Linked DNA regions of Gadus morhua: region 1 is linked to region 2. Evidence: chromatin contacts called from public Hi-C data. All regions are on one chromosome and are shown on one strand. The core of a region is the stretch at or near the end of the contact, and the rest is flanking DNA. Distances in the headings are between cores, read along the strand shown. Region 1 holds the start of tarbp2 (TAR (HIV) RNA binding protein 2). Region 2 holds the start of arhgap9 (Rho GTPase activating protein 9).

Evidence for each region. A called contact is a pair of places that touch in the nucleus more often than the background predicts.
Region 1: a contact with region 2 is called in a Hi-C map of blood, with 7 times the contacts expected there. The contact joins the promoter of tarbp2 here to the promoter of arhgap9 in region 2. A contact is called at or near these places in 2 of 6 Hi-C or Micro-C datasets (both in blood).

The regions. Positions count from the first base shown.
Region 1 is chr13:15,697,243-15,703,230 of gadMor3.0, reverse strand. tarbp2 (TAR (HIV) RNA binding protein 2) reads right to left here and starts at 4,042. Exons shown (of 7, transcript XM_030375000.1): 1 at 3,816-4,042; 2 at 3,222-3,536; 3 at 2,949-3,018; 4 at 2,646-2,763; 5 at 2,172-2,299; 6 at 1,697-1,892; 7 at 1-1,265. The coding sequence starts at 3,868. The coding sequence ends at 1,108.
Region 2 is chr13:15,516,200-15,522,696 of gadMor3.0, reverse strand. arhgap9 (Rho GTPase activating protein 9) reads left to right here and starts at 3,048. Exons shown (of 21, transcript XM_030374405.1): 1 at 3,048-3,282; 2 at 3,387-3,461. It overlaps mars1 (methionyl-tRNA synthetase 1), which reads right to left and starts at 2,904. Exons shown (of 21, transcript XM_030374428.1): 1 at 2,663-2,904; 2 at 1,056-1,146; 3 at 854-932; 4 at 555-686; 5 at 1-33. The coding sequence starts at 2,765.

The DNA of each region.
Region 1 (5,988 bases), core at 2,793-5,292, 180 kb before region 2:
GCATACATGGTCATAGACATACGTAGGTCCTTGACAGAATGGATTTTTTCATGCCACATTGGTATTTAGGAGACAAATTAGGAAAGTCCACATACTCCATACTAACTAATGGCCAAATTGTTCTTAATGGAGGTAAGAAGAAATAGCCTTTGTTAGATTGTATGCAGAGATTTGAAAGGATTCCAATAGATAGATGGCTACCATTAAATGCTAAAACTTAAACAATTCCAGATCCAATTGGGAAGTTTTTCAGGAGTATGAAATGCAATATTATTAACCTTCAGTGTAGATGCAATCATACATCCTGAAATCCTTTAAACAAAAGGTTTAAAATGTACACTATACTGCGCAAGGAGCCAGCAATACCTACTTTTATCTAAAAACGGTTTTGAATGTAAAAACAATCCAACATTGAGGTAACAAGGAAAATGTATATCTATGCAAGCCTAACCGCTGCTTTAAGTTAGTGTCAAATAAATAGATCAAATACAAATTTTAACTAAACCGTTTAAAGAGGACACACTTAAAGGAAAAAGGTATATTAAGAATTCTTAATTTGACATCTTTAAAATCAAAGGGGAACAGTAGATGACTAAAAATGGATGAATTTAAAATAACGGTCTACTTGAAAAAGTCTTAGCAGCTTGAAAAGTCTCTTAGCAACATGGCTGGTGATTTGGATGTCATCCGACTACAGAAGTGGAGATAAGGAAGGAAGCACAATTTTTACAAGAGTTCATTATTTTCAAATCTATGACCCCTGCTCCTTTCTGAATGGCAGACAACTGTTGATTGAACATAATAGAATACGTGTTTTCACATGGGGATGGGATATTTTTGGAGACATCTGTGCAACAGTGTCAACATTTCGTACAGCCATAGGTCCATTGGCTAAAAATGTTAAGAGATCGATTGGACAGACTCCGATGGGGGAATTTGGCGAATTGAGTTCCATCTCTAATAACTGAAGTTCAAAAGTTCAAAAGAGGCAATATCCGCATGGTGAAGTGCTTTCATTGGGGGGCTTTCAACATGGCTCTGTTGCTGTTGACTACAAGTTTCAGAATATAATAGAAAGAAAGAAGAAAGCACAAGGTGGTGGTCGTATCACTTTCCTCCGGCCATTATCTTGAGGTACTGCAGTGCATTGTGGGCGGCGTTGGCCCGCGCAGCGTCCGTGTTGGGAGCGAAACCATGGCACACCGTGATTGGTTGGGTGGACAGTTCCACCAGACATTGGCAGAAGCCGCTCCGACTGCGCTCCTCTGAAAGAACAAGGCGAACACATGACAAAATTGACCGAGATCAGCACTAGCATCAGCTTTAACCAATTCATGTTTGGTCCGCGGCTGCTGGGCTGCATGCACACTTCCAGTTTTGTAGTTAATATACCATTATTAATAAAGTACATCTTATTTCATAAATTATATTATTTTTAATATTAGGTACTCATCTTTAAGCAGCATACACTTCCTTGATTATCGTTGATCTTACTTCTCAAAATTAATATATGTTCAGGTTTGGAGGTAAACATTAATAAAAAAACATTATGTTCAGCTAATGCCGAAAGGGAAACTATTCAGAAACTTACTGGGTCCACCACACCGTTTCTATTTTAAAATAAGACCAATATACTGTTGAGTGGAACAATGAGCTATAACGCCCGCCACGGCCCCTGCGCCGACAGCATTCTCACCTAGATCCAGGTAGCTGACGTCGAAGCGCTGCTCCAGCGACAGGTCCGTCAGCAGGGAGCAGGAGGTGCAGTCGGGGGCCGTGCCCAGGGGGTGGCTCCGCAGCTGGAGCATCTTCTCCCCCGCCGAGTTCCGCAGCGAGTCCCACGTGCAGCCCAGGCCTTTGCACTTCCCCGACTCCGCCCGGCTGCCCATGTTCTGCGGATTGAGACGAGGAAATGCTCACTTCGTGAAATACTGAGGTTTTACAATGTACAATAATGGCAAAACAAAACACAATGTCAGAAAAAGCTAATAAACGTAACACGAAAACATAAAAGTATACCCAACAATGCCACTACATTTCCAGCATGCTCTTCCATTCCCGACATGCCAAATTGAATCTCAAAATCGTATTTGTACGACTGTTTGAATGGAGCGTTCATAAGAGGGATCCTATGCGTTGTTACTGGGGGGTTGGGGTCTCCGGTCGCTCACCATGGTGAAGGTGTCGTCCTCGGGGTCCGCCTCGTTGGGGGTCCTCAGGTCCACCGGCACGTCGTGGATGCGGGCCAGCATCTTGGCCGCCGCGTTCCTCTTGGCCAGCTTCTTGGACGTGCCGCTTCCTGCCGAGGGACAGGAGCCTTAGGTCACACAGCCACACCAGAGGATTGTATCGTATGCTGTCCTGCGTTGGGCTGAGCCAAGTTTATCCTCTCATGGTTCACTGAGAGAACAGACGATCGATGGACAGCAGTTATGACTGTTTATTCAAATCTCTGCATTTGTTAACAAATGTTCAATATCTGATCACAGGGCATTTCAACTAACGCTGTTGTTGCACTACCGCACAAAAGGCACCGCTTAAAATATGCCTAGGCATACATTTACATACACTGTACTGTGTATTCACGTTCACCTAGATCAGGATACACAAACAAATGTTGCACGTCTCATAGAAGTCATTCTTACCTATTTCTACAAATCGTTCCACTCGGCACGTCATGGTGAACTCTTTGCGGTGTGCTGGGCCGGACTCCTGGGTGACGGTGTACTCGGGAAGGCGCCAGCCTTTCTGCACCACCAGCTCCTTGGGGGAGCATTTGTACGTGTGGAAATATTTGTACTCACAAATGCATACGTATGCACGGGCACACAACAGCACACAGAGATAGAAAGCTCCATGTACAATTAAATGTTGCTTTCATGAGAAAGATCTATAATCTATATTGTTCACATTTATACTAATTAAGTGGATTTGTGATCATAGTTTACCTGCAGAGCTCCCACAGGGTTGCATTCTGACTGCTGTGAAGTGCTGGATGTCTTCATTTCGATTTGGGTGCTGCAAAAGAGGTCCAGTTAACATATTTCATATCGGCAAAGCCAGATCAGTATGTAGAAACACTATGCTCACTTGGACTTTAACATAATGATATTGCTTCCAATAATGGCGTAAAAGTCTGGAACATATACAGTATACACTGCAGTGCACAATACACACTTCCTCAAACCGAAAGAGGGAGGAACTTTAGATGCTCTGCTAACCTGTCTTCTTCAACAGCTTCCTCAACACTTATAAACCCCTCTTCTCCGACGCTAACTCCAATGAGACCTCCCAGGCCTCCTTTTAGCATCTTCAGGGCAGCCTCAGCTGCTTTGTGTTTGGCCGCTTTCTTGCTGGGGCCCTGGCCGGTGCAGCTGATCTCACCAACGGAGACTCGGAAGGTGAAGTTGGGCTGGTGGGCCTGTCCCTCCGCCTTCAGCAGGTCGTACACTGGGGTTTTGCCTATCCGCGTTCCATACTCCTGCAGCAGACTGATCGGCGTCTTTCCGGGATTCACAGCCAGCATTTGCTCAATACTAGAGGGAATTAAACAGCCTTCAATGGCATACATTACTTTGAACCATTGAAGTAGCACGTATGTTAATCAGCTAAAATACATCATGAGTTTTTGATGATATCGTATTAACCAAGATAGCGTTACTTAGAAGATTGTATCGTCCGTTCGCAGTGATCAAAAGCCATGTGGCATGTGCAATTACAAATGTAATAGCTCATGCACATCTGCTATGATTAGCTGTTATATTATGCTAGGACATTAGCTCAGGCACAGTAGCTAGCAGTGCGTTAATTCTTACCTGGAGCACCCAGAGTTTTTCGTGCAGCTGTCCGGTGCTGACTCGTCGTTCATTACCTATTTTACAAAGATAGAGCCGAACGGTTTCGGATGGCAGAACCCCCCCACCAGAAGAGACACTTGCTTTCATTAGATGGGATTTTCTGATTAAGAGCCGAGGGAGCGACATGAGAGGAAACGAGACCCTCCTCCGGCAGGCAGACCCAAATTGCAGTTGTTTTATAAAATCTGACGTCCACAGAGCTGTCGTGATCCCGGCTTCTCATTGGTCCGTCCGAAAATGGAGCCACCTGTTTTATCATCCGGAGCCTACCGGCTCTATGGCAGGCGGGTGGGGTTCGCCGAAAACGAACAAACACTAGTGTGTGTGTGTGTGTGTGTGTGTGTGTGTGTGTGTGTGTGTGTGTGTGTGTGTGTGTGTGTGTGTGTGTGTGTGTGTGTGTGTGTGTGTGTGTGTGTGTGTGTGTGTGTGTGTGTGTGTGTGTGTGTGTGTGTGTGTGTGTGTGTGTGTGTGTGTGTGTGTGTGTGTGTGTGTGTGTGTGTGTGTGTGTGTGTGTGTGTGTGTTTTATAAATATTACGATTTCACGGATACATATCTGAAGTCTAGGAATTATTTAATGACCCATTATTTTCATATATTAAGCCTACTGTGCTAGGTTGTAATCGGTGCCCCTTTTACACAAAGCAGGCATACATTTTAGGAAGCAGCTTAGAGTTTAATATCGGTTTAGAAAAATGCAGAACATCAGATCACTTTTTAAATATTTAGTATTGTTGCTCCCTATTTGCAATGGCTAGATTATTCCTCAAGGGGGGGACAGACATTCAACGATACGCTGTAAAATCAGTGAAGGTCCTAGGTCTTCAGTCTTCATTTCCACCAGGGCCTCAGGGATGCCCAGCTGTAATTGGTAATTTCTCCATTCATTCTATGTGTCATAATATTTTAGCGATAACTGTAAATTATATATAAATGTAAATATAACCTTATACATTTATTTGCGTAAATTAGATAATATATAATGTTGCTATTGTTGCTTTTGTTTTTAACAACTAATCGAGCCACGTTCATCAGAGATATTGAGATCTTTATTTCATGAGAAAATCTAGGACCTTTTCCCGCTTGCGAAAGCTGAACTGTTTGACCCCATAACATTGTACCCATTGTATCCCATTGTAGCCCTCAACATCTTAATTATCTTCAGCACTAATTTTCCATGCTCTACAGACCCCTACTTGCTGGTCCAACACCACAATTGAATGACCATCATTGGCTAGTGTTTCTACAATATGCAGTTATTTTACAGTGAATCGTAAATACATGTGGTGGAATATAAATAATAATGCCAAGACTATACTCATATGTGCTCACATACATGAAAGTCTGTACATATTCTTATATATTCTCTCTCTCACTCCTCACTCTCACCCCTTTCTTTCTCTCTTTCCCTTTGTAAGACATTTACCCACAGACATTGACAAACACACACAGACACGCACACACTTGCGCACACACACACACACACACACACACACACACACACACACACACACACACACACACACACACACACACACACACACACTCACGCACAACCCCCATAAATTTCCCCTTCCTTCACCCCACTCCTGGCCCAGTGCATTAGTATATGTGGTCCCTTGGTTGCCAAAATCATCAGTAAATATCGTCAAGCGTGGAGCTATATGAACGCTCTTTTTTTCCCTCCCTCCACAATATGATGTGTTTCCTTTTTTGTGTGTGTTTTGATCCCTCTCTTGCGGCCAGGCAGCTCTGTGGCCAGGCGCGGGTTCGAGTGGCGCTCCCGTGTTATTTTTGGCAGGAACAGTGGTTGGTGGCTGTTGAGGAGAGAGGAGACAGGGGGGGAGAGGGGGTAGGGGGATAGCAAAGTCCAAAAACCAAAGGCTGTTTAAAGGATTTCTGTCTGAAGGAATTGCTTTTTAACGATCAACAGCGTCAATTGTGGACGTGTGTGTGTGTGTGTGTGTGTGTGTGTGTGTGTGTGTGTGTGTGTGTGTGTGTGTGTGTGTGTGTGTGTGTGTGTGTGTGTGTGTGTGTGTGTGTGTGTGTGTGTGTGTGTGTGTATTCATTCACACGCACACACGTGTTTGCATATAGTACAATCTCACACTTCAAACATCTGGATGCATTAGC
Region 2 (6,497 bases), core at 1,799-4,298:
CCAAAGCACAACGTCAACCACCGAAACGGATTCCTAGAAAAACACACATTTCTGTGAATAAATACATTGCATCAACATAAATGTGTTAACTATTTTTTAACAATTGATACAAATGTCCTCTCAAGGTTTGACTACTCAAAAATATATTTAAAATACCACAGGGAGGAACAGTAGGTAAGAAAGTTAAGCAAAAGTATGTATGCTGCCCTTGTTCAGAGAAACATAAAGCCCAGAAAGCCCTTGGGAGGCTAAGACATTGCCTTCATTTCCCAAAGTGTATCAGGACTTTTTTACTTGGTACGGGTGCGCTGCAAACTATGAGACTTGCTGTTAGGAATATGCAATTGTGTCAGGGAGTGATAAATACGCATATCATCCTTCTGCCATAAATATTGCATGCCAAATGTTGGTGTGTGACACACACACACACACACACTCTCACACACGCACCAACATGCACACGCACAGACAAACAAACACACATGCACACACACGCACGCACGCACGCACACGCACGCGCACACACACACGCACGCACAGATGTCATAGTTTACCTCTGTCAGACATGGCGTGGTCCCCTTGCTCAAGCATTGGTCCAGGTAGGAGAGGGGTCCCTGTAGGATCTTCGAGGCCTCTGTAGCTTTGCCTTGCAACACTGCCATATGGAGGGCCTGCAGCAGGGCAGGCTGCACACACAACATACAGAAGAGGCCGTCGACAAACGCCCTTGCCTACAGGCACCGTCTATCTCACAAAATGCCTGTTTGAAGGAGGGTATGGATCTTTCTGTGAGGTTACTGCTGCCTGATATCCATTTAGGACTTCACTGTTCAAGGCCTACAACAAGGGTTACCTGAAGTTCGGTGGTCTCCCATTCAAGCCACTGGTTGATGAGGGGGTTGGGTTTCCGTCCACTTGTTTCAAACAAATACCTTCATAGCAGAACCGAAAGTAACTACCTTAATCTGGTGTAAGCATTCAGATTGGGCAACAGTAAACATACAAAAAATGCAACAAAACAGGAAATGCCTTTGGAGAGTTGGGTGACTACTCACTGGCAGATGGCGTTGGAGCTGAATAGGTGACCTCCACTGGGCAGGAGCAGCGCTGGCAGGGCAGGACGGCTGAGGAAGGGCACCACTCTCTCTGAGGAAACACACAATCACACGCAGAGAAATGATCACACCAACGACACGATGCAAAGTGCTCACATTTTGCGCTACCAAAGATGAAGATAAAATAATGCACATCGTTCTTCCTCAGTCAGAAGTGATAATCAGTCCTCTTTTATTTCAATGAATAGAAATGTATGCAAGTATGAAATTACCATTTTGAATTGCAGTACAACAAGGTAGAGTATTGCCTGTAAATACTTAATAAGTAAAGTCTTTGCATGCAATGTAATCAAGAAAATCAGAATTCTATAGTAAGACACTTTTTGCTAATCCTATACGTCATCATCGTTTTATCCCTACACCAGAACTTATTTTTAGCCCTCCATCAATGCCATTGATCCACATGGCAGATGCTGCTGGCTGTGCGGCTAGACGCCATCCTGTTCTACAAGGAGAACAGGATCGCAACACAGTGGACGAGAAATGACTGGACCAGGCAGGCTAAACACTCCCCGCTAAACCACAAGAACACACCTTGTGGACTCCCTGTTCATTAGTATGAAGTGCTCTTTACCAACCAGCTTGAACCGTTTATATATTTAACTTTACATTGCTATTTAATATTCTTCCTTATTCCGTCTGTGAAATGTATGTGATCCCAACCTCCAGCCAAATGATTAACCCAAAAGAAATAGGGAAGAGTAAGTGAGCAAGACATCATCCATCAGATCACAAAACATAACAAGTTTAGGTGCCAATTCAAATATTACAGTTAAAGTTCATGAGATGGGGAGCATGGTGCATTGGCAAACGGGGACAAATGGCCCAGAATTTTGTGAAGGCAATGAGCCTAGAATCAGAATGGGATACAGTAGTCGTATGCCTCATAGGCCAGTAATATCCCATTCATACATGTGACCTGGTCTAATAGCTACAGCTGGGATTCATAGTACTCAGAAAAACTGTCTGGATAGGATTTTACAGCATTTCCAACCCTAGCCTAGCCTTACTATGTTTAACACCAGGGATATCTAAGGTATTTTTAAACATTTTCTGATCCTTATGTCTGCAAGCATACAACATGTATTAGCTAGAAACGTAATGAATGTACACAGAAGGCTGTTCGATTGCATCCCTATTGTATAGTGGTCAAGAACATGCGTCCTTGTGAACTAAATACATGATCGTCTTCTTCTTTTCCATCTGCTTCTGAAGTGTGACGGACACAATACTTGTTATGGTGTTCATGACAGCAGATTTCTCCATGTCAATAGTGTGTGATCATGGAGTAGTAAGCGTGTAACAATACGTTAGTTCACACAAACACACACACACACACACACACACACACACACACACACACACACACACACACACACACACACACACACACACACACACACACACACACACAATATGTCCAGTAACGCAGTGATTTATCCCAATTGCAACCTCCTTCTATTTATGAAAACAGAAAGTATTCATGATTGTGGACAGATTGATGACAACAACCCAGAACTAATGAATCTGTAGCCATGCGTTCTTACCTTCGTGGTTGACACATTGTACATCACATTGTACTAGAGTCAGTTCAACAGCAGCTACTACTTTTAGGCAGTGTGGGTTGCCTTCACTTATATAGAGCTTCATTAGGCCGGCAGGAACAGGATGTTGGATAAATGTATAGAATGTGTAAATGAACGAAAACAGACCCTGTCAACACCTAACTTTGTCGGCGAGTGCCGTTGTCCATGCGCTGATGCAAGTTCTGTTCAATGGATTACATATGGCGAAAATGTAGTTTTTTTACAACATCCAATACGTACGGAGCAATGCTGTCTGGGCCTGCATTGGACTACAACGCCCATCTTTTTATTCGTGTACGTCACCAGCAACAATTTGAGGATGTCCTTGCTTATTGTTTCAGTGTAGCAGCGGCGGGCGGGGTGGATTGCCTGCGATTCTACGAAGCACAATACTCCTGGATCTCGTTATTACAGTAAAAGTGTGCGCACCCTAGCGGATATTACCGTCGACTCTGGTTGGTCCAATATGCAACCATATGGCACATTTTAACCAATTTGAAACCAACTGAATTCGACCGGGCGCAAGCTTTTTAATTCATTGGCTTACAAACGCTTCTGCAGAATTTTGAGAGTGAAGTGGTGTAAGTACATCAAGAATAGTTAAGTACTTTGTTGTTTGGAAACAAAAGTGCATGTTAATGGTATTTCTTCAGAGAACATAGAGGTTGTTGTGTGTCTGCTCCAGATCAGCCGTTTCACGGATGTCCTGCACGAGCTGTCAGTGCGCGCGCTTCGTGACCAGCTGTACCCTGATGTAAAGGTGAGCCCGCTTCTCTACCTGTTTTAACTTCATTAGGATCATCGTCAAATGTATTAGTTTGATGCCACTTAAAATGTAAATAATTACGCTGCACAAGTCGGGTGACAAGTGAGTTTAGACTGCAAATCAGTAGGACGCTTATAAATCGATTTGGTTCTTATCAGAGTTAATAAACAAGGGAATGCCTTGTTTATTAGGCCTATCTCTTGAGCATCCCGATATTGTGTCCGAAAATGTATTACAAATGCTATATATATATATATATATATATATATATATATATATATATATATATATATATTTAGCATATATACTTTCTAAATATATCCAACTACGAGTGCATCAATTCGTATCACTACTAAACGTTTTCACGTATTACTACTGGTGTGGTCCTACATATTTTGCAATGTGTACAGCGTCTACATGCATGTAGGTAGTGTATTTTCTGAACAGGCTTAAGACTCTAGCCAAGGGATGCCCAGCGCCTTCCAAATGCTTGTTGTTGTTGTTTTAACCATATCGCAGTTGACATTAGTCATGGAGCAGACGCTTCCATCCAGAGTGACGTGCAAGTGAGGCTGAGAAGTTAGAACCATCAAAGCGCATTCTGCAATACAATTTGGAGTAGCTACCAAATAAGTTGTAGTAGCTACTGATGCACAACCTAGTTTAAAAACAACAACAATAACTGGAGAGAGTGCAGAGTAGCCCTAGGATTCAGAAATACAAGGTTAAGGGTTAGGCATTTATTTAGTAGTGATCGTAGATGGCATGTCGAAGAGCTTGCTGAATTTCAAAATGTCTAAAGTTGTACATCAATGGTACCGCTCAACAAAGAGCATACTAGACTCGTGCTAGATGAGACTAGGCCTACTTTTCATCTACGTTTCTTTAGAAATACCAACTTCGTGCCTCGTTTCTCTATAATGTCGGTAAGCATTGGTTTTGTGGACGTGTGTTTCCTTCTCTGCGTGGGCTTGTGAGCTTCCTGTTTAGCACTATAGGAGATGTGAAGATGATGCTCTGACATATCTCAGTACCATAGTGGTGTAGTGGCTTGCCAAAACGTTCCTCTCAAATCTCTTATCTCAGACTTCTCTATGACATTTCACCCAGGAAACAATCCTATTCATAAACCTTACACAACAGAGCAGGGAGACAATGAAGGCCTGTCTCTCTAGAATGCAATTTGTTCTTGCATGCATACTTGAACATTGATTTGAATAAAATCATAAAACACATTGTAGGCATTGCATTTTTCACTGTTTCATAACCTTTCTTAAAGCCTTAGAAAAGCCAGAGCTTTTCCCATGTGAATCCTGCCTGCACTCGCTCATATTTGACCCCAGCTTTCAGAGATTAGTCCCTGATGACGGTTGCAACTTGCCTGATTAAACGTGCCATGTACCATGCACGGCGGTGGCGTTAGCTCTGATTACTACCGTGCCCTGGACTCTGATGCAGTGGACTCCATGTCATGGAGAGATTGGATCGGTGCAGCGGAGCCCAGTGTTTTGCGTGTGTAGTTAACTCATAGGGTCTACTCATACCGTGTAAACGGGATGTAGGGCCCAGCTGTCTGTGTGTGTGTGTGTGTGTGTGTGTGTGTGTGTGTGTGTGTGTGTGTGTGTGTGTGTGTGTGTGTGTGTGTGTGTGTGTGTGTGTGTGTGTGTGTGTGTGTGTGTGTGAGAGAGCTTCTCGTGGGTGGGTAAATACAGCAGACCACAGAGACACGCGTATCATTGAAAATGACGGCTTTGTCTTGAACAGACCACAAACACAATGCAGTAGATACTTGCATGACGTTGCATTGCCCTTCAGGTCCATTACAAAGTCTACTGGCATATTTTAAGAGTTAAACATGTATTCAAACACCAAATCAAAAATTTGGCCTGAAGTTAACAACGTTTTTCTGAATGGTCCTAAGAGTTGCTGAACTGTAGCCTGGCAACCAGATGAGCCTGCGAGAACAGTGAATTGGTCTGGCAATGCTGGGCTAGGAGGACTGTACACTGCTTTAGATTTGCACTCAATATTTCATGTTGAATGGAGACTTCCTTGAACAATGGTCTGTAAGAGCATTACAGAATATTTGCATACCAGTCATTCCTGAATGTATGACAATGAGCATGCTGAGGCTGACTGTGGCCAATTGGGACAGGGCTTAAGAAATTAATGGTAAAATATTTGCACAACATATAATTTGTGATATCATATAATATGCCAATATTTACAATTTATTCGCCCCAGAATAACTTTAAATGCATCTTTAAATAGAATTCACAATGTAACTGCTTTGAAAGCAACGGGACGGTGTATAATAGACCTAATGGCCCTTTGATGGACAACATTGATTATTGCAATTCAATTTCCTTTATGCGAAACTTGTCTCTCTTCCTTGTAGTCCTGTGAAGCTATATGCGTGTGGGTTTTCCCTCGCCTGTAGAATTTGGCCCCAGGAGACTACTCGGATCCTCTTCACCATTCCCCAGCAGTGTTGCAAACTCGCGTGCACAGCGAACTGTGGCTCTTTGAGCGGCCTGATAGTTTGTGACAGCTCACTCTCCCCTCTCCACCGGATCAATCCTGCGCTCTTCATTAGAAAAGTCAATGTACGGCCAGCACTCCTTTAGACCAAGCAGCAACAAGCCTCCATCACAGTGTATCGTGATGAGTACAGAGTCTAGTTTATGGTCTGAAAGGTGTCTTGTTTTTTATTGTGACCACAGACAACCGCTTTGTCACGGCAGGCAGACCAACTGAGATTAAAGGGCCACCTGAAATGGGGAAACACTAGTTTAAATGATCGTTTCATTTGAATAATGTATGATTTCTTCCACTGCCTCAGAGGGAAAAATAATGACCTTAAAAGACATTCCTTTTTTATTCACTTTCTTTGTCAAAATTGTGGTGAGGTGGTAGTTTAGAAATCCAAGCGATTCTTCAGTAGCACAACATAGCACATTAAATGTTCATGTCATGTGTTTCATTAGAGCGAATGTCAATGACTGTGTCATACAATGGAAATTCAGGTAT